4 separate regions of the Mus musculus genome follow, and all the other regions are linked to region 2. A link is a contact called in public Hi-C and HiChIP or PLAC-seq data. All regions are on one chromosome and are shown on one strand. The core of a region is the stretch at or near the end of the contact, and the rest is flanking DNA. Distances in the headings are between cores, read along the strand shown. Region 1 overlaps Cmah (cytidine monophospho-N-acetylneuraminic acid hydroxylase). Region 2 holds the start of Ripor2 (RHO family interacting cell polarization regulator 2). Region 3 has its middle 3.7 kb from the start of Gm22013. Region 4 has its middle 17 kb from the start of BC005537.

What was found. Hi-C and Micro-C count contacts between places; a contact is called where the count stands out from the background. HiChIP or PLAC-seq counts read pairs in DNA pulled down with a chosen protein or histone mark.
Region 1: an H3K4me3 HiChIP or PLAC-seq map of pro-B cells shows a contact between it and region 2, with 3 times the contacts expected there. The contact joins the enhancer-like site here to the promoter of Ripor2 in region 2. A contact is called at or near these places in 1 of 484 Hi-C or Micro-C datasets (B cells), 5 of 115 datasets of contacts at active chromatin or transcription factors (the 230-238 cell line, embryonic limb bud, embryonic stem cells and 2 more) and 1 of 9 other capture datasets (adipose tissue).
Region 3: a contact with region 2 is called in a Foxp3 HiChIP or PLAC-seq map of regulatory T cells, with 5 times the contacts expected there. The contact joins the enhancer-like site here to the promoter of Ripor2 in region 2. A contact is called at or near these places in 9 of 39 promoter capture datasets (the C10 cell line, cranial neural crest, embryonic stem cells and 5 more), 1 of 15 datasets of contacts at CTCF or cohesin (CD8 T cells), 2 of 484 Hi-C or Micro-C datasets (Th17 cells and nephron progenitors), 26 of 115 datasets of contacts at active chromatin or transcription factors (the 230-238 cell line, the HPC-7 cell line, SST interneurons and 19 more) and 1 of 9 other capture datasets (pancreatic islet).
Region 4: a contact with region 2 is called in a Hi-C map of natural killer cells, with 2.8 times the contacts expected there. The contact joins the enhancer-like site here to the promoter of Ripor2 in region 2. A contact is called at or near these places in 3 of 484 Hi-C or Micro-C datasets (granulocyte-monocyte progenitors, natural killer cells and nephron progenitors), 2 of 115 datasets of contacts at active chromatin or transcription factors (effector CD8 T cells and microglia) and 2 of 9 other capture datasets (adipose tissue and liver).

The regions. Positions count from the first base shown.
Region 1 is chr13:24,395,519-24,401,784 of GRCm38.p6, forward strand. The region is part of intron 2 of Cmah (cytidine monophospho-N-acetylneuraminic acid hydroxylase); the gene reads left to right. Among named protein-coding and RNA genes, the nearest start is that of Gm11342, 23 kb to the left of the region's middle. Within about 2 kb of position 3,438, at least 23 of the 459 cell types and tissues checked have an H3K27ac peak or open chromatin away from gene starts, as enhancers often do. A contact at or near this core is called in the 230-238 cell line, B cells and pro-B cells, where this site is marked.
Region 2 is chr13:24,635,336-24,641,324 of GRCm38.p6, forward strand. It overlaps Ripor2 (RHO family interacting cell polarization regulator 2), which reads left to right and starts at 3,313. Exons shown (of 23, transcript NM_029679.2): 1 at 3,313-3,601. The coding sequence starts at 3,553.
Region 3 is chr13:24,480,169-24,485,986 of GRCm38.p6, forward strand. No RefSeq gene overlaps it. Among named protein-coding and RNA genes, the nearest start is that of Gm22013, 3.7 kb to the right of the region's middle. Within about 2 kb of position 1,958, at least 15 of the 459 cell types and tissues checked have an H3K27ac peak or open chromatin away from gene starts, as enhancers often do. A contact at or near this core is called in CD8 T cells and regulatory T cells, where this site is marked.
Region 4 is chr13:24,781,790-24,788,458 of GRCm38.p6, forward strand. No RefSeq gene overlaps it. Among named protein-coding and RNA genes, the nearest start is that of BC005537, 17 kb to the right of the region's middle. Within about 2 kb of position 4,537, at least 121 of the 459 cell types and tissues checked have an H3K27ac peak or open chromatin away from gene starts, as enhancers often do. A contact at or near this core is called in effector CD8 T cells, granulocyte-monocyte progenitors and natural killer cells, where this site is marked.

The sequences.
Region 1 (6,266 bases), core at 2,188-4,687, 240 kb before region 2:
GTGTGTGTGTGTGTGTGTGTGTGTGTGTGTTTGCAGGTGGTGACTTGTTGAGATTGATTGTCATGTAGCCTAAGATGTCCTCAAATCCCTTTGTAACTGAGGATGATTTTAAGTTCCTACACTTGATCTTAGCCAAAAGGCCAAGACGAAATGATCTCAAGCTCCTAATCCTCCTGCTTCCACTTTCCCCATTCTGGGATTACAGGTGCAGATGACCACATCAAGTTTAAGGGTTCACATCCGTAGTAGATTGTCTTTCGTGTTCTGTGACTAGGTAGAAGAACTGAGTGTTTTTGTTGGCAGAGTTGGCAACTCTAAAATTATCTTTGAAGATATAGCAGTGTCTACCTAAGGAACATTGGGTAGGCAGTTAACTGAGGTACTTGTGTGGAAAGTCCACTTTGCCCACACCTTGTTTGCCATCCACATACATTTTATCTTCCAGAGCCTGCTCTCGGCAGTCCACTGTCACCGGTCGCTCTCTGGGCACTTCTCTTCCTCTTGAGCAGCTGCCAGCAGATCTTTATGGTTCTGGGCATTTCCTTCTGCTAGTATATTAATAATTTCTGCTTTGCTCAGGAGCACAGTAAGTGTCACAGCCAAGAGAGACACTGAGCAACAAGGGTTCCAGGGCTTAGAGAGCTGGGGTCTGGACCTGAGGATGTTTTGGCCTAGGAGGTAAATTAAATTCACGGATCCAAAGATCTCAGAAGAGGATAGGAGGGTCATGGCTTCTTGGCCAACTTTGGCTACATGTTCTCAAAACAAACAGCAACAGAATGTAATCAGGCTTAAAACACCTGCCAATAAGATGCTGACCATTTGTGGGAACAATTTCCCACCCGCCTTCTCTTTCTGTTGGGGAATATCAAACACAGTACAAATCATCCTTTAGAGCACTTCCTAGTCAGCATTCGGGGTGCCTTCTGTTATACTTTTGAAATCTAGAATGTCAAATGTAACATCTCGTTTTACTTTTACAAGTAAGCACACAACTGTTGTGAAGATACCCTTGGGTGGCATCAGGTTTAAATCGTAGGTTCCTGAGAAGATTCTGTGGGAATCACCTGTGTGGGCTATTAGTTGCAATGGTCACCCAACTGTTTATTAAAATCCTTTTGTGCGTCAGGCTGCGGAGGAACCATGAAGACTCATGTATACATATGTCTGACAGTTTTCTATGGAATAGAGAAATCGATAAACAGCAGAGCTAAAAACCAAACGATAACTTTGGATATGTCCCACGAAGGAAAAGGTCATGGTACTGTGAGAGGGTCATGCTTGTAGTGAATTTCCCCTTCTCTGCGAAGTCTTCCTTGATGAGAATTGACTTGGGGCTGAGAGGTAAGGAAGCTAAATATGTGCACAGGAGGCAGAGAGTATTCCAGGCACATGGCTATATTTTGAGGAAATGAATGAAGACTACATGTCATTAAGAGCAAGACTGTAGATTAAAATGAACTGAAGGGGGCAGGTAATGTACCCCAGTAGGTAAAGGCGCTGGCTGCTAGCTTGGTGGTCCTGAGCTTGAGCCACATGGTAAAAGAGAGTGTTGGCTCTCAAAAGTTGTCCTCTGAGCTCCACATGCGTGTCATAACATGTATTTGCACATGGACACACATATTATCACACAAACAGTATAATGATAAATAAAAGCAGCTGGAGGAAGTAATAGGATTTTCATGGGCCTTTTGGTGACGTTCATGGGTAACTTGCTGGCATAAGAGGAATTGAAGCATGGACAGCCATTGTCTGATGTGTTTGAGCAAAAGATAGATGATCTAATCAGACAATAATCTGAGTGGGAAGTCAGCAAGCCCATCTGCCTTGAGTCTTCTTGTTCTGTCTGCACACATTCCTTTCTCCTGACTTTTAGCACAGTATCTCTTGTAAAACACAGGTCTTAGGATCTACTCTCAGGCAAGACAAGTCAACAAATGTCTTCATGGCTAGCTCTAAGACAGAAAGGTAAGGGGAAGATTTGAATACTGTTTTCAATGGTGTGGTTTGCTTGGGGAAATAAGGCTCGGGTTTCTTCTACGGCTTACCTGAAAATGAGTGGTCAGGAGCCCAAGAGCTTGCTGTCTATAGAGAATGAGGTGGACAGATAGTGTGGCTGAGGGGAGATCAGAGAGAAATACAGAAGCTGTGAAGTTCTCTCTCTCTCTCTCTCTCTCTCTCTCTCTCTCTCTCTCATTCTCTCTCTTTCTCCCTCTCTCGGTATGTCTCTGTGTGGGTATGGGTGGTCAGGGATGTACCCACTCAGAGGCCAGAAGAAGGCATCAGGTATCGTCCTCTATGTTCACAGCCTATTTCTTTGAGGCAGGGTCTCTCCTTGAATCTAGGGCTCCTGTCTTCTTAGTTAGGCTGGGAGCCAGCAAGTACCAGCAAACCTCCTGCCTTTGCCCCATTCAGAGCAGGGGTTAACTGACACATGTGCGATGCCCAGCTTGTTAAATGCGTGCTGGGATCTTCAGCCCTTATGATTGTGCAGTAAGCTCTCTTAACCCCTAAGCCATCTCTCTAGTCCCCGCTTTTCATCCTTGAGAGGCTAAGGAGATGAAGATTAATCCTCCAAGACAACTTCTGAGTGGGTAGACATTGTGTTGTCCTCCTTAGGGTATCACTTCCCCCACTGCCAAACTGTGATACATCTTAAGGTCACAATTGCTTCCATCACCTGAGTTCCTTTTGTAATTGTTTTAGTGTAGTACTTTAAAGCTCAGCAAATTTTGAGGGAAGTCTTGAATAAAATTAGAAAACTTATATTCCTCATTTAAATAACCCAGGAAATATATACTTAATGTCTTGGGGAAATTTATTCCAAAACAGGCAAACAGGTCAACTGAGAGAATACAACAAAAGCAAAATGAATTTTTGTGTCTTCTGACACAATCTGATACAAACGCAACTGTAGGTTCTAACTCAAAATAGCAGAATCAGTCAGGAGATTAAAACAGACCAAAATCGGCAGCTTGGAGATGCTTGTGATTAATCCCTTGTTTTCAGTGAGTTTTGGACCTTGTTTATAGACATTGTTAGGTTCACTTGAGTCTATTTTAAGCATAAATAAATTTGACATGCAAAGTAACGGGTTTCCTTTTGGCATCTTCATGCGTATAGTTTGTTCTCATTTGCTTTCTCGACCCAGTGTCTGCACCCTGGGGCCCACTTCTTCCTCCAGATGGTTGCCCTCCTTCTCCCAAGAGTCCATCTTCTGCTTTCAGATCATGCACATGTTTCTAAACACACTGAATATGTGCCATCCTTTTTGTGGAATTTAAGAAGCTAAGAGCAAAGCTCAACTTGAGTTTTCCTCTCTTCCTCCCTTGATACCTCTTCCTTCCTTCTCATGATCCCCTTTATACTTTAACATACACACACAAACACAACCTTTTGGTTTCATGCCCTCTTTATACGGCATGATGAACCCAGGAAATCGTACCACCATACCTGAAGTGGCTTCTTCCTTCAAAGTTCCCTCAAGGGGACTGCAGGGTGACTTTCAGTAAAACTGCTTGCTGTCTCTCTCTCTCTCTCTCTTTTTTTAAAATTTTTGCTTCAGTCACCCTTATGTTGTTAAAAAAAAAAACCATAAAGAGCATCTCTAGCAGCCAAGAAAAGTCAGTATCAGAATCCAGAGCAGCATTTGAGAGGCCTCTGTATACATCAGGAGCACTCTGAGACACAAAGTAACTTCTCAGGACTGTGTAATTACCATCCTGGACTGTTTTCCTTTCCTTTGCTTATCTTATAGTCCTGTCCTATCTATTTTAGTAAGTCTATACAATAATAAAATCTTGTTCTATCATATGGAAGTTATGCAAAGATTTTTCTTTCTCTACCTGAGAACGGTGGTGCAGACCTTTAATTCCAGCTACTCAGGACGTTATGACGAGAAGATTGCTAACTCGAGGAAACCGTGCCGTGGGCAACCGCTTGAGCTCCTATATCAATACTAAAAGTAAAAAATCAACAGTGGCAGAGGACTTACCAGCACACGGAGCCCTCAGTTCAACATCTAGTACCACAAAAATGTATCTTTATTTCCTCTTTAGTTTTTCCTAGCAAAAGATTCATTCTCTATCACTAACTGGCCTTTTTTTTTTTTTTTACAATTATTATGATTTTTTTAAGTAATTTTGTGTACAGTGTCTCAGGCTGGCCTTGAACTACAAACTTCCTACTTTTGCTTTCTGAGTGCTGGGATTATGGATATATGCTACCAGGCCTTTCAGAAAACAAATTATGTTGCTTAATTATATTATTATTATTATTTAAATTGGCAACTTGAAACAAGACAAGATTATTTGGGACAGGACACACTAGTTTATCATAAAACCGTTTAGGTTTTTAAGTTACAGGAAGAATGCATTTAAAAACACATTTTATTTAAATTTACTTAATGTATTTACTCTTTATAATTACTTGTAGGCCTCCCAAGATATCATCATGTAACAGTCAAGACTTTATCTATCTATCTATCTATCTATCTATCTATCTATCTATCTATCTATCTATCTATCTATCTATTTATTTATTTTACCAGTATAAGCCCTTAGAGCTTGCTGTTCCTGAAGCAGAAAACACTGGCTATTCCACTGTTAAGTATGAAACAGATAAGTATGATCCGGATTGACTGCTAGCCTAGGCAAAACAGTTGTTATCAATAAAACAATTATGAGCATGGTATCAACTTTTGATGGCCTATTCAGAACTGTGTCTTCAAGACCCAGGATTCAAGATGCTGAAAGAACGGGGCAAATTGTAGTTTAATGGTGTAGAAAAACTTACTTCAATTTCAGTACACTTCTATATATGAATGTAGCAAAAAAAAAAAAAAAAAAAAAAAAAAAAAAAAAAAAAGCAATAATGCAAGGAAGGTTGAGTTCAGAAAAACATGGCCAGAAAAAAACATGATCAGAAAAATATGTAAGTAAATGCCAGAAAGCACATACTAAATATTAACAGAGCAGCCCGTTCCCAGAACTGCCTCAGGACAGACTGATGTAAACACAATTGCCTGGTGTGTATCTTCCCAGGTATAATCTGGGAAAGCAAGGCAGAAGGCCATATCCGGATTCAGAGTACACTGACCAGATTGGGTTCTATAGCTATGTTCTCATATTTAACAAGAATGAACCTCTCTTATACAGTAAATGTAAATGCTTGTCACAGGAGGCACAAAATCATGTTCAAGGACAATCCAGGGGACAAAATGCACCTGAGGTAAAAGGCCATCTCCCTTTTTTCCTGGAGCTTTTCTCACAGTCCCCCAAGGCATTGTTTATCATGGGTCCCTTCGATGTTTGATCTGACAGTAGGCAGGGTGCGGGGTTGGGAATATGTACACTACACATAGTGTATAGGTGCCCAAAGAGGCCAGAAAAAGGGGTACAATCACCTGGAGTTACAGCCATTGTGAGCTACCAGAGGTGAGAGCTGGGAACAAAACTCAGGTCATCTGGAAGAGCAGGAGTCACATCTAACTGTCACATCTAACTGTTGAAAGGTCTCTCTAGTTGGCAACTAAAAAAAATCTTTACTTTTCTTTCAGCAACAAACTTAAATTATCATATTTCCAAAACTATGCTCACATAGCTAAGAATGGTAGCTTTGATCCCAAACAGGTAAATCTCTAAGGAACAGTCAGTGATACCTAGAGAGACCCTGTCTCAATAAAACCAGAAATAAAAATTTATATATAAAATATAAAATAGAAATAAATTGGAAAATTGTATAAACACACATATATTTAAATCATGTGAATTAAAGGGCATTTGTGCTAAATTTACACTTTAGTGGGTGCTGATTTATCTATAAGCTAATTTGGAACTATACAAACAATATGCAATCATAAGCACACAGGCAGATATGATATACGATACGTACCTGTACACATACATAAGAATAGTCAAAGCCCCAAGATTTCATAGCTTCACTTAGAATCATCATTTGCTAATTTTCAGAAAGTTAAACCCGTGGCGATGTGACTGCTTCCTTCAGGGACCTAGGCAATCAATCTTTAATCGCAAATGTATTCCTTCAAACATAGGTCTTTTTGCAAAAGAAAATAATAGTATGTACATCTAAAATATCAGAGCATAATGTAAATATCATTGAGAAGGCTTTAAAAGTCCAATGTGGCAAAAAAAAAAAAAAAAAAAAAACAAAACCCAAAATCTGGGGCATGTTCTAGATACTTCAGTGAGTTTCTTTTGCAGTTAGATAGTACTGGGATTAAAGGCGTGTACTGTTGCGGCCAA
Region 2 (5,989 bases), core at 2,063-4,562:
AGGAACCATTCCTTTCTGCCGGCATGAGGAAATGTAACTGTCTCCTAGTGAGGAGGTTCCCAGAGTACCCCTGCTTCCATGAACAGAACAGATCTGTGCTTCATTATTTCCCTGGGTAAAGTCACAAGAATGCCCTTGGCGGATAGGAATGCTCTGAATTCTGCTTAGGGAGCGGTAAATACACCACAAGAGAAAGTAGAAATAAGGAGAAATCCACCCCTTCAAGAATGGGGACTCTGGAGATCTCAGCAGAGACAGTAGGTGGAGATGCCTGCTGTAGAGCTTTGGACTGAGGTGCCTGGCTTCTTCTGTGTACTCTTAATTTGGTTGCCCTGACGGACAAATCACTTAACTTCTCTGGCATGTGAACCACAGGGCCCTATCAGGAACGAATTCTGTCTCGTTAGACCTATGATGCTCCGTCCATCCGTAACTCATGCTCATACCTGCTGTCTGAGGAGGATTTGTGCTAGGACCCATAGCGGCTACAGTCATCCAGGACAGATCCCAGTCCAAAGAGGAAACTGACCTGGGTTCAGGATCTACCCTTCCATCATATACACACTGCCTGGGGAACCAGCTCAAAGTGGCACTTTGCTCAACCCACTTCCTATTTATTTGCAATTTCAGTTCTGCCCCAGGTTGAGGAGTTGAGCCCAGGAAATGTAACACTGTTTGGAGCAATCACACTTCAGTACCTGCAATATTACTCAAGGTAGAGGTTCTAGGCATCTTGAGATCTGGCTGTTAGGAAGTTCAGAAGTGAGAGGACAGGAAAGGGACAAGGGGCCGGAGGGAATGGAGATAGCTGGGGGCTTTTTAACTGAGTGTGAATAAATGGCTGCTGCTATCTGGATGTGGGCAAAGGCTCTCCCGACGGAGATAAGCCAGGCTGACAAGGGAAAGGAAATGCTTGTAGACTCAGGAACTGCTTCAGAATGCAGTTATCCATCTTCCATCTGATAGGCCTGGGACACAGTGGGTAAGGCAGAAATGGTCCCTGCCCCGTGAGCTCACAGATTAGTGACAGGCAAAGAATGGTCAGCATTGGAAGACAAGTGGGGATGGAAATGATCACTGGGGACATGGATGTACTAAAGATGCCAGTGGTCTGCGATGACCCAGGAAAAGGCTGCGAAGGTTTGAGGAACCAGAGAGAGGCCCTGGAGATAGTGGAGATCTATAAAGGGTTGGCTCACCAGGATCTTGTTAGCAGTGGTGCTGAGGTTATGTTTCTTGTTGCTATGATCAAATACCTGGCTCCATTCGAGAGGATACTGACCATCATGGCCAGGAAGTGCTGGTGGCAAGTACCTTCTCTCCTTGTATTCGGACCAGAGCCCCAGCCCAGGAATGGAAGGTGCTATCCACATCTAAGGCCGGCCTTTCCACTTCAATTAACTTATCTAGGGAACCCTTTACAGACTGGTCCAAGGGTCTACTGCTTAGGTGAGTTTAGATTCGACCAACCTGATGATGAAGATTAACCATCACCAGCAGTGTGGACTTTGGGTTTTATTCTGTATTCCATATAGGGAACTGAAGCAGGATTTAAAGCCACAGAAGAGTCACATTGTGGTTTACAGGGTTGTTTTTTTTTTTTTTAAGGCCACTGTTTCTGCAATGTAGATAGACTATTGTCTATCACTGCCTAAGAAATCAACATACAGTCATTTAAAAGAACACACAGCATTAACTCACAATTTCCACTCGTCAGGAATCCAAGCCCGGCTTTGCTGTGTCCTCCAAAGGATGGGTGTGCCATGAAGAATGTCTCCCCACAAGCCATGTCTCTTTTTTGCATGAGCATCTAAAGTCGATGAGGCTGGGTCATCTTGGACAAGTTAGGCTAACTCTCTGTAACCTTAGTTTGCCTGCCTATAAAGTGGGAATCAAAATACTGAAAGGTTACAGCCAGGTGTAAACAGTCTAATGTCAGGGGATAAGAAGATCGCCATAAACTTACGTTTAGTTCTGTACGGATTGATGCATTAGGGACTTGCTTGTTGAGCAGAACACCCATGAGGAAACACACAGAGAGCTTGCTTGCCCTCTGTGTGCTAAGCTGTCACATGTGTAGTCGTAGTCGACGCTTTCCTCCTAGGAAGGAATGTCCACATGGGAAGGTGGCTTCCTGATGGGGAGTGTGTTGAGTTGAGAGAAGGGCATTGGAGAATGCAGCTGGCAAGGGTAGCCTGTCTGAGCTCCTCTCAAGCCATGGCCTCGTGGTCCAGGTGAGAGGCCTGTACAGTGCTCCTCCTTGGGTGATCCCTGAAGTCTGGCTGTATCCTTAGGTGGGGTGTGATTCAGCTGCTTGCGTTTTCCAGGTCTAAGGATGTCCAGGTTTCCTGATGCTGCCATAGACTCCTCTCCTAGCCTTTGTTGGTCAAGGTTTATACTTCTTGATTCTAATGTCCTCATAAAGTGACTAGGTCTCAGCTTGGAATGTGATGGATGAATTTGTGGGACACTTTGATTTTACATATTGTAAATACACAATTGTATGAGTAAGACAGTTTCCCTGAGGAGGAAACTGAGGCCTGGAAGACTGCCAACCTAAGGATGGACGCAGAGTCCACTCTTGGGCTCCAGGTCCTTAGAATACCCAACCTCATACTCTTCACTCACACACATATAATAGCCTAGTTACCAATGCTGACCTGGGATTTACTATATATAACCCAGGCTGGCATCGAACTTACAGCAGCCTTCCTGCCTTAGCCTCTTGAATGCCACCACACTCAGCTTCTAAAGGTCCTTTTTCTATGGAATGTTTCTGTCTGTCAGACCCACCTACATTTTATAGCCTTATGTATAATTCAAATTCACACCAAAAGAGAGGTTTCAAAGTCAAACAAAAGTCTTGCTTCTCCCTATCATAGTGAAACCTCTGTCGAAACAAGCCCTGGGTACTTGTACCCAGAGGCCCTCTCCAACCGGGCTTTTCAACATAACTCCTGCCTTGAGCCTTGAACTTCACTCTTCACCACTGCACACAACCCTCCCCCATCTCATCATTTGCAATGCACGGCCCTTTTTGAGATCCCCAAAGGCTGGCTGCACAGGCACTCTTGTCTCAGCTGAGATCTCCTCTAATGCTCCGTGTCCGGCTGGTCTCAACTCCCCTGCGGCGGAGTCCTTCTAAGCTGCGCCACAAGCTAGTGTCCCAGAGCCTGACGTGCAGGCAGACGATCAGCTGGAGGCAAGCACCCAAGCGCACCCTGAAGGAGTCGGGCTGAAGGGACCATCAAGCAGCTGTCTCCACCCGCCCTCCTCCCTCGCCCCCCCCCCACCGGTGACGCGCCAGCCCCCGCGTGCGCGCCTCCCCACCGCCCTCTCCGCTACCGCGCTCGCTCCGCTCTCTGCCACCCGCGCGTCCTCTGGCCCCGCAACTTCACCCGGCGCGGCGGCAGCTGGTGCGACGCCCGAGCGCTGGGGCCACGACTGTTACCCTCGGACCTTTCCCTGTTGGCTGGGAGGAACGAGCACCGGTGTCCGCGGAGCCGGAGGTGCACGGCAGCGAGGGGCGGTGCGTGGGTGCCGAGGTGGTACATGCCACCCGGTACTAAGCGTCTCCGGGCACTAGGAGCGTTCTCGGCAGGTAGGTGCACGCGCCTCTTAAACACATTCTCTGCGGCTGATTTTGGTTTCCACCGGCATGAGGTGGGTGTATGGAGGAGTGTCCTGGGCTTGAATGAGCCTGGCATATTAAGAAGAACCCTTGGGTGTCCGGGCTTCCTAGGTCCTGGCGAATCCGGGGAGCCTGATGTGGGCTGGGACGAGAAGGGAAGTTATTAAGGAAGAGGGGCCGTGCACTTAGCGCAGGCCGACCCAAAGGATGTCCCGCACTGTGGAAGGACCGATTGAGAAGGCTAGAGAAGCCTGTGGCACTACCTAAGGTAGGGGCTTGTCAGGGACAGGGGATCCCGCGGGTGGGATCGTGGATGAACCCTGGCTTCCGAAAGACTTCCGGGCACCCAGCAGCGATGGGTGATCCAGCTCAGAGGGAGGATCGCAATTTCCAAGGGCTTCATGTGCCTCCAGACTGAGCAATTGAGCTTGGCTGGGACCCAGCTGTTCCAAATTGGCCACGTGAAACCGGTGAGAATGGGGAAGAGGGCAAGCCAAAAGAAATGTGTTGTTTTTGATGCCAACCTGTGTTTGGAAAGACTGGGGTACGGGGTCACACTTGGGGAACACTCTAACCCTAGCAGGTGTCTGTGATATTGAACGTGCGCGGGGGGTGGGGGGGGGGTTCTGTAGTTCTCCCTCAGGCTATTTATTACCTCATAGCTCCCTCCCACAGTTTCCTGGATAGGGATGCAGACCCCTCGCTGTAGAAGAGGGCGGGCGTTGGAATTCGCTAAGCAGAGCCATTCAGGTGCGAGAATGACAGGACTGTGGACAGTCACAGCTCCTGAGTGAGAAAACAAGACGAAATCCTAGAGAAGCTAGCAATGTTTTTTGGGGAGTGGGGGTGGGGCAGAGTGGGATCCACAGCCCATAGGCTCTGGTCTGGGGGACACCTATATGTTGCATGAGTGACTGTGAAGAAATGTCAACACTTCAGCTGGGGGAACAATGTGATTGTCTTTAAAGCACACACACACACACACACACACACACAAGCTGCCTTTCCTCTCAGCTCCCCTTGCAAATATGAGCACCCGCCCATTGTTTCCTGACACAGTCATTTCTTCCTTCTTCTGTTTCGTTGTTTTTGATGTTAGTTGGTTGGATGGTTTTGTTTTGTTTTGGGAGAGTTTTCTGGGTCAGGTTTGCCTCGCTCCTCCTTCCCACCCTCACCCAGTATTCCTACTAGCCTACTTCTCTTAGAGCAGGCTCTGAGAGTCCCATTCATAAGGTTTAGCTCCACTAGAGCCTTCTATCTGCTGTTACAGCAAGAGAGGTCAGGGCACAACTCCTGCAAAGAACCAGCACCCTCAATCCAATCTCCAGCAGTTACCTGTAAAGTAGGCACCCTCGCTTTGCGGCAATAAATCTTAGGGCAGGGAGGGGGGTGTCTACTCAGTCCAACCTCCAACAACATCAGAGCTCCTGCTGACGTCCCAAGAGTGGAGATCCAGCCACAAGGTGGCCTTTGCCCTAGAAGTTAATGCGTTTGCCTGTCTAAAAGCTGACTGCACCCAACCATCTGAAAAAGAACATTGGAGAATATGTTTAGTCAAAACATAGCACATGTGTTGCTTTTCCAAAAGCCCCCTGATGGGTGTTGTTGCTCTCTTCCTCTGACACTCTGATGTGAGATGTTTTCACTAGGAATATTTTGTCCTCAATATAAATATAGAGACTGCCAAACCCGAGAGAGGGAAGGCTGTTAGCCCGGCCAGAGGCCTTGCCCGGAAGCCTGATTACCAAAACACAGGTTCTCTGACTCCTTTCCTTTTGTTGATTAGCAGAGAAGCAGAGAAGGGACTTGTCTGCTTTCAGGAGTGAATGCCCCAAGGAGGAGGTTTTTATGCCTATTGTTTGGATCTGGGGAACTACACCTATATAAGTGTCCAGGCTTTGGAATGGGGTCATGATAGGCGTGCTGACTAAATCTTCTGTCACTAACAAGAAACTATCCCCACCAGGATAGACCCTAGGACTCAGCTACATTATTAACCATGTGCCTCCTTCTAAATGAACCCAACCACTTCTGTTATTCTTTGTCCCTCCCTCCCTTCCTGCCCCTCCTCCATTCTGTGTGAATGTGTGTGTGAGTGTGAGTGTGTGTGGGTGTGTGTGTTCAGGTGTCTTCTTCTGTCAGTCTTCACCTTATTATTTAAGACAGTCTCACTGAACCTGAAGCTCATCAATTCAGCAAGATTAAGTGGCTGAGAGCTCTAGGGACTTCCCACTCGCTGCTTTCTTGGCCCTAAGATTGCAGGTATGCACTGCCATGTCCAGCTTTTTACGTGGGTACTGGGCATCAAATTGAGGTCCCCATGCTTGTGTGACAAGTACTTTACTAAATGAGCCATCT
Region 3 (5,818 bases), core at 708-3,207, 160 kb before region 2:
AATTAGTAGGCTAGTAGTCATCATTTTTGAAGTATTATACTTTAAAAACTGACATGATTTCAACTGGTAATTATCTCCATTAAAATGTATTCCTCTTGTACAAATAAACACCATGTAAATAATAAGTATACAAAAGTAAAATAACAAATGTCGCCACCCATGAAAACAATGTAGGGTTTTTTGTTGTTTACTGATCCAAAAAGGTATAAAGTTTATTTTTAGAAAATTATGTTATAAGAAATATAACTTTTAGGCTGGTACATGCCTTTTCTCCCAGCACTCTGTGGGCAGAAGGAGGCAAGTCTCTGTGAGTTCCAAGAACGATCTAATTTTTATATTAAAATAAGAGAATACCTAATAGTGTGTACACGTGGTTTTGTGTGTATATGCAAGTTTATGTGAGCATGCTTTTTCTGTGTGTGTGTGTCTGTGTGCGCGCATGTGATACATTTAGATTCTTTCCATTGGCTAGAATTCCTGAGGCTGGGTAACTGAACTGTGGCTTTTGCTGACATCGGCTCAGTCTTCCAAGGCATGGACAGGCCTGTGCGTATGACCGCCCTGGAGTCTGTATTTACATAATTTGCATATGCTCCTATGCCTTTGCTGATTTTCCATGGAGTTCCACAACACTGATTCTGCAAAGACTCCTCCCTCTGCTATTTGCAATATAGACTAAGTTCTGATCACATTCTTGCTACGATAAAATATCCTGACAAAGGCGACTTCAGAGCAGGAGGCTTGTTTGTCTACAGTCACAAGCTACAGTTCTCCGTGTTGGAACAGTGAAGCCAGGAACTGGCAGCAGCCTGTCACGTCCACAGTGAGAGTAGAGCGGGAACAAATGGATGCCTGCTTTTGCTCAGCACCCTCTTGACATTTATCTGCTCCCCGCCCCAAACCCTGGGAACAGTGACACCCACAATAGGCAGATCTCCCCACCTCAATTAATGGGATCAGAATGATTGCCCCACAGATATGCCCACAGGCCAACCTCACTCTTCTGCACAGTCCCTCTCTGAGACTCTGTTTCCAGGTAGATCTAGGATGTGCCAAGTTGACAAGCAGACCTGACCATCACAGACTATTTCTCTCTTAAAATACCTTCAGAGGTTGGGATATAGTTCAACAGTACTACATCAGTCTATATAAGCCCCAGGCCATCCCCCAAAAACACCACCACTGTGAATACACTCTCTCGAGTGCACACACACGTACACACGTGCACACATGCACACACGAATGTACCCATGATTTCCTAAATGCCTTAAGGGTAATCATATTTTATGAAAAAAAAAAACCTAACAAATACTTTAAAATATACAGTACTTATACCAATCACAAGACATTAAATTACAAAAAATATAAGACTCTGTTTGACATGTTATTTTGTTTTTAATTAATAAATGTGTTTCTTTTTAGATAGTATATTTATTTGTTTGTTTGTTTGTTTGTTTATGTGTTTGTGTGGTTGTTTGTATGTGTACCACACGCATGTGCCTGCCGAGGCCAGAAAATGGCAGCAGATTCTACAAAGCTAGAGTTACGGGCAGTTGTGAGCAACTGGATATGGGCGCTGGGTATCAAACCTGGGGTGACTGCAAGAGCAACGAGACTCTTAACCACTGAACCATCTCTCAAGCCGGATTTATTTACTGGGAGGAGGGGCCACACATACCCTGCAGGGTAAGCTCTGTGGCAGGCACATCTCTACTCAGCCATCTCTCCAGCAACATGTATTATTATTTTAGCAGTAGAAGACCGAAGACAATTGAGAAAATAGGATAGCTGTCCAGAATGTAAAGATATTTACTTTTTCCTTTGGACACGCTGAACTACTCTAATTTGAGCTGGACAACACACCAAGGCCTGGGAAACTGCAATGAGCCAAAGTTGTCAGTAGGTGACAGAAGAGCACTGCACAGCACCAATTGAGCTCTTTGAGGCTGTTGAGCTGTTTGAGGTTATTGAGCTATTTGGTTGAGAGACTTACAGAGAAGCTATTCTCTTCAGGAGCACCTAAGGGGAGGAAGGCTTCCTTCCAGCACATTCCGTTCCAGGAATCACCCGTTTTTATGGGGAACCACCTAAGGCATTCAGGTTACATCTTGTAAAAGAAGAGCTCTTGTGAGGGCATACGACATCTTCATTCCTTCTGCCTTTCAGATTGAGGATAATCAGATCGTATATTTCTTTTCTAAAACAAGATGTTGGTGTGTAACCCGGGATGCTCTCAGACTCTCAGCTCTCTTCCTCCCTCCATTCCACAGTTCTGAGCTTATAAGAATTACAGACTTACCTCTGATTGGCAAGTGTCTATTTTCCCTGCAAACTCTGAGAAACTTTGTATAGCTGTATCCAAAGAAAGAAGTGTTTTCATAATGCCATAGAGAACAGTTTGAGTTTTGCTTCATTAGACAAAGCCACGTTTCTTCTTGTCTTCTGGGTCATTGCCTTCTCCTGCCTGCTCCTTTTCTAATTGTACATCTTTGGGAGACTAGGCATCAAAACAAGCCTGACTAAGGCCTTTATTTATGGATGTGCTGTCCAGTGAATACAAAAACACTAGAGTCCCTGGCTTAGTCCGGTTTTGTCAACTTGACACAAACCTAGACATTATCTGAGAAGATGAACCTCAAATGAGAAAATGCCTCCATCAGATTGCCTAGAGGAAACTCTAAGAACATTTTCTCCATTAAATATTGGTTTGAGAGGATGCAGCCTAGTGGGGGGGGGGCGTCTGGGTGTGTAAGAAAGCAGGCTGAGCAAGCCATGGTGGGCAAGCCAATGAGCACTGTTCCTCCATGGCCTCTGCTTCAGTTCCTGCTTCCAGGTCCCTGCCTTCAGATCCTGTACTGATTTCCATTTATTTCCGTTCCTTCTCTAGTTGCTCTTCATGGTGTCTTATAATAGGACTAGAGACCCTAAGACACGGGGTTCCAGAGATGGCTCAGTGGTTAGGGGAACTGACTATCCTTCCAGGGGACTTGGGTTCAAATCCCAACATCCACATGGCAGCTCACAGCGTCTGTAACTCCAAGATCTGACATTCCTACATAGACATACACTCAGGCAAAACACCAACACACATAAAATAAAGTAAATAAGATTTTTTTTAAAAAAGATGAAATAGAGGAAACCAAGACACTCCTCTAATGCTGAAAACTCTTTTGGTTTTTTTTTTTCTTTTTATCTTCCTCTTTTCTCTTCTCTTCTCTTCTCTTCTCTTCTCTTCTCTTCTCTTCTCTTCTCTTCTCTTTTCTTCTCTTCTCTTCTCTTCTCTTCTCTTTTTTCTTTCTTCTCTTTTCTTTAGAAAAGAGGACAGTGGATTCTTAGTGTGTTCCCAGCCCCAGCCCATGGATGTTCAGGAAGTGGAGTTTTTGCTCATAAACCAAGCTAGGTGGTGTGGCCACAGATATCACACTGCCAAAGGGCACAGCCCTGAGAGGCCTTGTGTGTTAGTGATCCTCTGGTATTCCAAAGGATGGGCCCTGCCTAATCGTCTACCACAGTGTATTTGGTTATTTGGGGATGGTCCTCTCAGTACAAATCTGTGAAGACCTTTGGTTCATTGGCACATTTATGGAGTCTTCGTTCAGTAGCTGTAATTGACTTGTGTATCCAGGCCCCAGCCAGCAAGAGAAGAGCTTCATTTCTCTCTCCTGCATAAAAGAACCCTAAGGCCACAGTGAGCTGCCTTCCTAAAATAGGTCAGATTCTTGCAAGGCCAGGCAGCAAAATGATGTTTCTAAGAACTGCAGGCCAATGCTTTCCTGGAAAAATTAATTAAAATATCAGCGGCTTCACAAGCCAAGAACAAGCATCGTATGGCCCTCTGGGTAGGAAGATGCTATAAGTATTAGGTTCAATTAGACTTTGGAGTCACAGTGACCAGGACTCTGGGACCATTACATCAGTGAGTCTCCATTGTCCTCCCCCTACCAGTTCAAGTCCTGCAAACCCTGGTGCATCTCCATGGCACTTATGGTGGATATGACATGTCTGTTAGGAATCATTGTCACTACTTTAGCCTTGGATACAGCACACAGAGTACTCATGAAGACAGACTGGCTCCGGCACCATTACCCAGCAAGTGTGGCATCTGTGTGCCTGTCCCAGAAGAGACCTATTCTGAGCTTAGAATTTCCTTTTCCCATCAAAAGGACAAGGCTTCAAACTTCAGTCATGTCTCTCAAGAGTGACTTGGGACAGGAAAGAGACAGTTGGGAGATAGTTGAGTGTCCCGAGTAAGAAGAAAAGGCTGCACTGGGAAACTGAAAAAAAAAATAATAACAATAAAAGGAGGGGGTCCCTCCCAGGGAATTCAGCCGGGGCTGTAAACTTCACAGAGCTTGTTAGACAAAGCAAAAACTGCATAGAAATAAAAATGCAAACCCCAACTTCAGGAGAGGAAGAATTGTGGATCGAAAGGAGAAAGGAACTGGGTCTCCAGAAAAAAGCACAATCCCTAATCTGTTCACAGGAGCCCACGCTCATTGGCACAATCAGCTTGGGGGGCGGGGTGGCGGGGGTCTCACTGACTTATGCTGTAATCGCTGGGCAGTTCCCACCGGGCACTCATGGCTTCTGGAGCTTGTAGTGCATAGACGATGGATTCCAACTTTAAAGGGTTTGACTTGCAATTTTTAAACTTCACAATGGTGCATAAGTGTACTCATTCTATCTTCCCCTTTCATAATACTTTTCGATATGGACACTTTGAAGCTTGGCTTTGTATTAGCAGTTCACTCAATTCCAGGCTAACGTAACCATTAGGGAAACTAGACCAGGCTGGGACATTCCACTTGTTAAGTTTATTTTGTTTGTACCCCTGATTGGCCTGCATATCATCATACAGCCTAGGCTGGCCTTGAACTTGCAGTGATCAATCCTCTTGATTCATTGCCTGAGTACTGAGCTAACAGCCAACAGCCAACAGCCACACTGCACTTGGCTTTGGTTTTTTGTTTTTTTTTTTGTTTTTGTCTTGTTTTGTTTTTTAATGTCTTTATAAATATATTTCCACGTTCATTGCATTGTAGCCCATAATAAGTGAAGATACATGAAGGTAACTGGGAGGGACCTGATGCTAAGTCTCATTCCAGATTTGGATTCAATTTTCTGTACTGGTTTTCATAGCTCCTCGGACCTGCCTTACCAGAGGCATGGCTGACTTTTTAGGGGCAGATCAAAGGAAGGTAAACTTTCCCTCTGCATTGCTGTGTGCCTGCTTCCCAAACACTCCTGCCCCGGCCCCATCTAGTTCCCAGCGCTCCTTTCTTCCTTTGCAGCCAAGGATCCCTGGCCTCTCCTTCCTGTATCTTCTGCATCCATCTCTCCTCTTCTGAACCTCAGAGCACCGGGCACCTGAGCATCTATTCCGTAGCCAGGCAGAGAATGTGAATTGCTCTTGACTGTTGGCTCTGGAGATCAGGGACAGCTTGTTGTAGCCTGTGGTCACACTGCCTGATCCACCCATGCTTTCTAGGAGCTCTTATTAGTAATAACACCTAAGACATACATAGCCATATCATGTACTATATATTCGGCCACACAATACAACACGCATTGATTCTGTCAAAATCCAAATGTGTTCGCAATCCTATTTCAGCATCAAGGAAATGGACTGTCAGGGATCTGGACATCTTGTATGGCCAAGGTCAGACCACCCCTTTGGATCCAGAATCTGCACTTGAATCTTTCTACATTCAAAGTAGGTGTCCCTAGTGCCCTGTCCGAGGTACAATGAAGGGGTAGAGGAAGTGGACCCAGGACCTTTGCAAGGATTCTAGGCAAGTTTGTAGCTTGTACCCTGTAT
Region 4 (6,669 bases), core at 3,287-5,786, 150 kb after region 2:
CACAACCACCTTTGCTCAGGGTTATACAAATTTTAACAGAAACATGTCTCACACAGCATATCAGCGCCAATACAAATTCTTGACACCACACTATGATGGTCAGATTTCTAAAATGCCCCACATTTTCCCTTGTGCCCAAGTTTACACTAGGTTATATCGAAACAGCCATGAAATTTTATGGGCATAATTAAGGTCTCCATTCAGTAAGTTGCTTTTAATCAAGAGGAAGGTTATTCTCGTGGCCCTGATTTAATCAGTAGGATGCCTGCCAACAGTGTGGGTCTTTCCTGAGTCAGCTTCTTACTGGCTCGAAGCCAAATCAAACCAAACCAAAGCTCTGAGGAGAGTCCACCGCTGACTCAAAGTAGCATGCATCCAGGGCTTTTCCTATGGTATATGTCAGGTGAGGTATAGGCTTGGAAAAGGCACCTGAACTCTGATGACATTAGAGGGGTCAACAGAGGGCGAACCAGGGTGCCTTTCTATCTGGGAGAGAACTGCATAGAAAAAGAGATGTGAATGCCCTTCAGACAGCCATTTCCTGAGAGGATAAAGGGCATCAATACAGGAGTATGTGTGAGCCAACAGAGGCAATGTGGAGAGTGCCGTGGGTGACAAGAATGAAGTTGAGGTGAAGTTAGGGCGGGGAGAGGAAGCTGGCTGACAGCGCCAGAGGATGAGGTTCCAGAGGCTGTTGCTCTGATGGGTTAGGCTGAGGAGGGGTCTGAGGCCTGCATCCTCTATACTGATCAAAAAGGGTGGGAGCATACATATTCCTCCTGGGTGAATCCGAAGGCCACAGTAAAGAAACAGAGATAGCTGCTCTGTAGGTGAAAAGGGGAAAGGATTGATTTCAAACTAAGGCTGTCTGTCAGGGAAAGCAGAAAGAAATACTGGGGGTGGTGGGGTAGGGTGAGGTAGTATCCCGAGCTTTTGCCCCCGCCGGCAAGAACACACTCAGGACAACCGGAATCTTCTGTGGCAAAGTTTTTATTGCTTACTTATCAGGAGGGAAGACCCCGAACCGGGAAAATGGCGCTGCTTATATAGCCTGCAGCGTGACATTTCAGCACCTGATGTGGCGTGACAGCTCCTGATTCGTTGCTCGCCCATCACCCCATTACTACGCTGCGAGATGGGCAGTGACTAGGTGTGATTTCACTCTTGCACTTGCGCATAAGGCTTATTTACTAGTTAGGTGCAGTGGAAGTAAAGATGAAGAGAGAATTTACCTCACAAAACTGACCTCTGACTTCCTCATGCACATATGCCTACCCCCAGGAATAGTAAATAAGCCTTCTTAAGAGGCCAAGTCACAAAACAATGGAACTAGGGAACAGTATCCTGAGGGCTGCGAGCAGATTGATCTGAGAGGGTCCTGTGGAAACAGAAGAGAGAATTCTAAGAGAGTAATTAACTTGATAAACAATAGGGCCAGCACGATGGCTCTGCTGGTAAAGACACTTGCTGCCAGGCCTCATAACCTGAGTGCAATCCCTGGGATCCACGGAATGGAAGGAAAGAATTTATATCCCCTGAAGCATATAATCCTGCTCCACCCACACATGCAAACTAAATCAATAAGAATGCAATACCAGGGCTGGAGAGATGGCTCAGCGGGTAAGAGCACTGACTGCTCTTTCAGAGGTCCTGAGTTCAAATCCTAGCAACCACATGGTGGTTCACAACCATCTGTAATGAGATCTGATGCCCTCTTCTGGTGTGTCTGAAGACAGCTACAGTGTACTCAAATAAATAAATCTTTTTTTAAAAATGCAATACCAGGGTTTTTTTGGTTTTTTTTTGAGGATGTGAGTACACTGTCACTGTCTTCAGACACACCAGAGAGGGCATCAGATCTCATTACATATGGTTGTTAGCCACCATGTGGTTGCTGGGATTTGAACTCAGGACCTCTGGAAGAATAGTTGGTGCTCTCAATTGCTGAGCTATCTCTCCAGCCCACAATCCCAGGTTTTTATTTATTTATTTATTTATTTACTTACTTACTTATTTATTTTTGGTTTTTCGAGACAGGGTTTCTCTGTGTAGTCCTGGCTGTCCTGGAACTCACTCTGTAGGCCAGGCTGGCCTCAAACTCAGAGATCTGCCTGCCTCTGCCTCCCAAGTGCTGGGATTAAAGGCGTGCACCATCACGCCCGGCTAATCCCAGTTTTTAGATCTCTGTCATTGGTAGATTATAATAGAGTGTGTTGATATATTTAGGAAGAAGTGTCACAATATTTTTCCAGAAGAAAAGGAGAAAAGAAATTCCCACTGATTTCCTCTAAGCTGTTATACCAAACCCCAAGCTGTAAAATCAAACCCACAGAATTCTTCAAATATCATGGTTGGATTCAATTTCAAAAATATCCATCCTCAGGAAATAGAGAGTGCTGAACAGGTAGGAGCTCACACTGCCCTCCAAAGGGTCTCAGTTCCCAGGTAGGAGCACACACTGCCCTTCAAAGGGTCTCAGTTCCCAGGTAGGAGCACATACTGCCCTTCAAAGGGTCTCAGTTCCTTCAGGGAATAGAGAGAGCTCTGAACAGGTAGGAGCTCACACAGCCCTTCAAAGGGTCTCAATTCCTTGCACCCACCTCAGGGGATACACGACCACCTGTACAACTCTACTTTAGGAGATCTGATGCCCTCTTCTGGATTCAGCGTTTACCTGCACTCACACATGCACAGACATGAACACATATAGACGTGGGCTTTTTTCTAGCCTTTCTTTTCTGTTGTCTTGAGACTGGCCTCATTAGGTATACCTAACTGACTTGCTATGTAGAGCAGACTGGCCTGAAACTAACATATAACTGCCTACATTACATCCTGAGCACTGGGATTAAAGGCGTGCACTACCTTGTCTGTAAAAAATCAATATATAGATAAATAAAATCTTTACAAACTTATTCACAATAATTTAGTGACCTCTCTCTATCACAATAATCCCCCCTTCTCACTAGGTAACAATGCTGTCTAAATTAAAAGCAGATCTTTGAAAGACTCTGTCTAAATTAAAAGCAGGATTTGAGAGACTCATCCATTTAACCTTCTGCATTGAGTTTATCTCATCTGTTGACCAAACTTAACTTTAGTTCATAGCTAGACAGTATTCTTTCAAACTATTGTTTGAGGCAGTGCCTCACAAGTTCAGGCTGGCCTTGAGTTCCTTCTGCGGCCCATGTTGGCTTTCACCTCTGCATCCTCCTGCTCCTGCCTCCCAGGTGTCAGGAATTCAGACACGCATCACCACAACCAGCTTGTCCCTTAGAAGTTCAATAACAAAGATGACTGGATTTTAGTCTGTCTCCCTAAACATGGACTGTATTAAAGCAAACAGAATGAGCAGATTGGATGGGGTAGACAGTAGGCTTCTCGTCTACCTCCACACAGAATAAGGCTCCTGTAGTAATTTTTTTTTCTTTGCTTGAGAAGATAACACTTCTCAAGTATCAATTCAAATATTTAATGTGAAGTGTCTCATTTTTCTCCTTATTCATAAAGCAAACAAATTCTTAGTAAAACCCTCATGCCAGGTGTTGGGACTATGAGTTTTGAAGATGGTTCTGCTGGCCTCCATGGGCACACTAAGGACCACGCCCATGGTTCTGCTGGCCTCCATGGGCACACTAAGGACCACACCCTGAGGAAATGGAAGGTTTACTTTGACTCCTGTTACCCCGGCTGTGATGGCCAACTTTAACTGTCTACTTTACACAACTCAGAATCGCTTGGGAAGAGGGTTCCCAGGAGGAATTGTGAAGATCAGGATGGCCTGTGGGCATGTCTGTGAGTGATTGTCTCGATTGCTTGCTTTTAACTGCTGTAAGACTGGACCCAAAAGTGGGTGTCACATCCCTGCTTTTGGGTGCCGGGTTGTATAAGAACAAATAAATGAACAGGAAGCATGCATTTATTTCCCTCTGCTCTTGACTGTGGATGTCATGGGACTAGCTGCCTCAAGTTTCCGCCTTCACATCTCTGCTACAATTGGGGTGTAACCTGAAATTGGGAGCTAAATAAACTCTTCTTCCCCTAAGTCGATTTTTTTTGGGGGGGGGTCTGGGTTTTTAACACAGCAACAGAAATGCAATGGAGACAGTGGTGGTTCTACTTTTTGACTAAACTAGAGAGCCAACCTCGAGACTTAGAAAGAAAGGCCTCATGGGAAGAGGAGAAGTGAGGGGTCGCCAGAAGATGTGAGAAATGAAAGAAAATAGGAAGAGGATGTGGGAGTTACTTCTCTCACTGCTGTGGCAAAACACCTGACGAAGGGGACTTAGGGAGGTGGGGAGGGCAGAGGAGAGCACGTGGGGAGGGCAGAGGAGAGCACAGTCTGCATGTGGCGACAGCCTGTGAGGAAAGCGGGTGCATTTCATCCACAGACGACAGATGAATGCTGCTTCCGAGCTCACTTGTTCCTTTGTCCTGTTTCATTCAGTCTAGGACTCCCGCCAAGGAAGGTGTCACCCAGGGTAAGTGGTGTCCTCTCAGCCAACCGCTCAGCGAGCACCTTCCCCCACCCACCCTAGGATGAGTCACTGAGGTGAATCTAAATCCGGTGAAGTCGACCATGAAAATGAACTGTCACAAGGCACAGCAGAGAATTCAGGAGGAGGAGGAGCCTACACAGGCCTAGGATCAAGAAAACTCTTCTAGATGCAGTGAGCCATCAACAAATCATTGATGTGTGATGGAGCTGGGCAGGCAAGGGGCAGGAAAGGGTAAACAGATTGCAAGAGGCAGAGGAGGAGGCAAGATAGCATCTTAATGCCCGGTATCCCCAGTGCCCCACACAACAAGCATGAAATAGACCGATTTAGATATTACACAGAATAAGGCTAGTTTGTGCCTTAGTCTGATAGGTGGTATCACCCAATGCAAGCTTGAACAAATCCCTCTACATTTGGAGTCTTGCTGTCCTTGCTGCAAAGATGGATAATTTAGGGAGATTTGACAGAAGACCCAGGACCTACTTGTGAAGATCATTGACAGGAAGGGCTGTAAAACAATCAAACCAGGACAGCAGGACAGCAGGACAGCAGGACAGCAGGACAGCACTGGCATCTTGAAAGGAAGCATGTTTTGTTTTGTTTTCTGAGACAGGGTCTCACTATGTAGTTCTGGCTGTCCTGGATCTTACTGTGTATACCAGGCTAGCCTTGAACTCTCAGAGATCTGCCTGCCTCTGCCTACAGAGTGCTAGAATCAAAGGTGTGTGCCACTATGCTGAGCTGAAAGCAAGCATCTTAGGATCTAAGTGTTGGTTAATGATAAAAAATTAAGCAATATGGCATGACCTGTTGGTGCAGGCTTTTAATTCATCGACCTGGGAGGCTCAGGCAGGAGGACTGAAAGTTCACTGCACACCTGGGCTAAAGCATGAGTTCAAGGCCAACCTGGGCAACTTAGTGAGACTGTCTACAAAACTAAAATGAGAGCCAGGGATATAACTTAGTGGGAAAATGTTCACCTAGCATGCACAAAGCCCTGCTTCCAATCCCCTGCAAAAATAAAAGAAGTACATATAAATATATCTATTCCTTTATCAATAAGAACCTGCTGTCAGATCGACTAAGGGAGATTTAGTGGTCTGATAGGTCTCACGCAGTAGGTCAGGAAAGGAGTAGCATGCGCTTCTGTGGAGTCAGAAAACTAACTCTGTGGGTTCAGTCCCAGCACTGAAAAATAAAGTCTGGCAAACCAAGAGGGAAAAGGTGTGAGTGTTTAAATGGTGCTAGAAAAGAGCCCGTAGATGGGAAAGGTTGAGGGACCAGGGAAAGACAGCCTACGAGGAAAGCATGGGCTGCACATGGGAAGCCAGAAGAAGGTTTCCCGGGCATGCAGAAGATGTGTTCCTAGGCGTGTATCATCTACACTACACAGGGTGGATTATTTTTAGCAGGAATACGCACACACACCATATGACAAAATTATTTTCAGAAATAAGTGTGAAATGAAGTATGGAATAAAATCCTAGGCAAGTAAATGCAGAAAGAAAAAAATGTTCTGTTCTTGGGAGTTCCCTAATCCTCACCAGGTGATGTCCTGCTATGCCACACACACACACACACACACACACACACACACACACACACACACACACACACACGGAGGTTGCCAGGAAGAAAGAAACAAACAAACAAAACCAAGCTGCATCCCCCTGACCTTGGGCTCAAAGGTCAAGTATATCAGGAAAGCTAGGGTCTGTCTAGAAAGGAAAAGTATTCTTTTACTTCAAGACAGAATCCTGGGGCTGGTGAGATGGCTCAGCAGTTAAGAGATCTGACTGCTCTTCCAAAGGTCCTGAGTTCAAATCCCAGCAACCACGCGGTGGCTCACAACCATGCGTAATGAAATCTGACACCCACTTCTGGCATGTCTGAAGACAGTTACAGTGTACTTACATATAATAATTAAAAAAAAAAAAAAAAGAGGGGCTGACAAGATGGCTCAGTGGTTAAGAGTGCCGACTGCTCTTCCGAAGGTCCAGAGTTCAAATCCCAGCAACCATATGGTGGCTCGCAACCACCCGTAACAAAATCTGATGCCCTCTTCTGGAGTGTCTGAAGACAGCTACAGTGTACTTACATATAATAAATAAATAAATCTTAAAAACAACAAAAAAAGAGTGTTTAAAAAAAAAAAAAGACTTGACTCTTT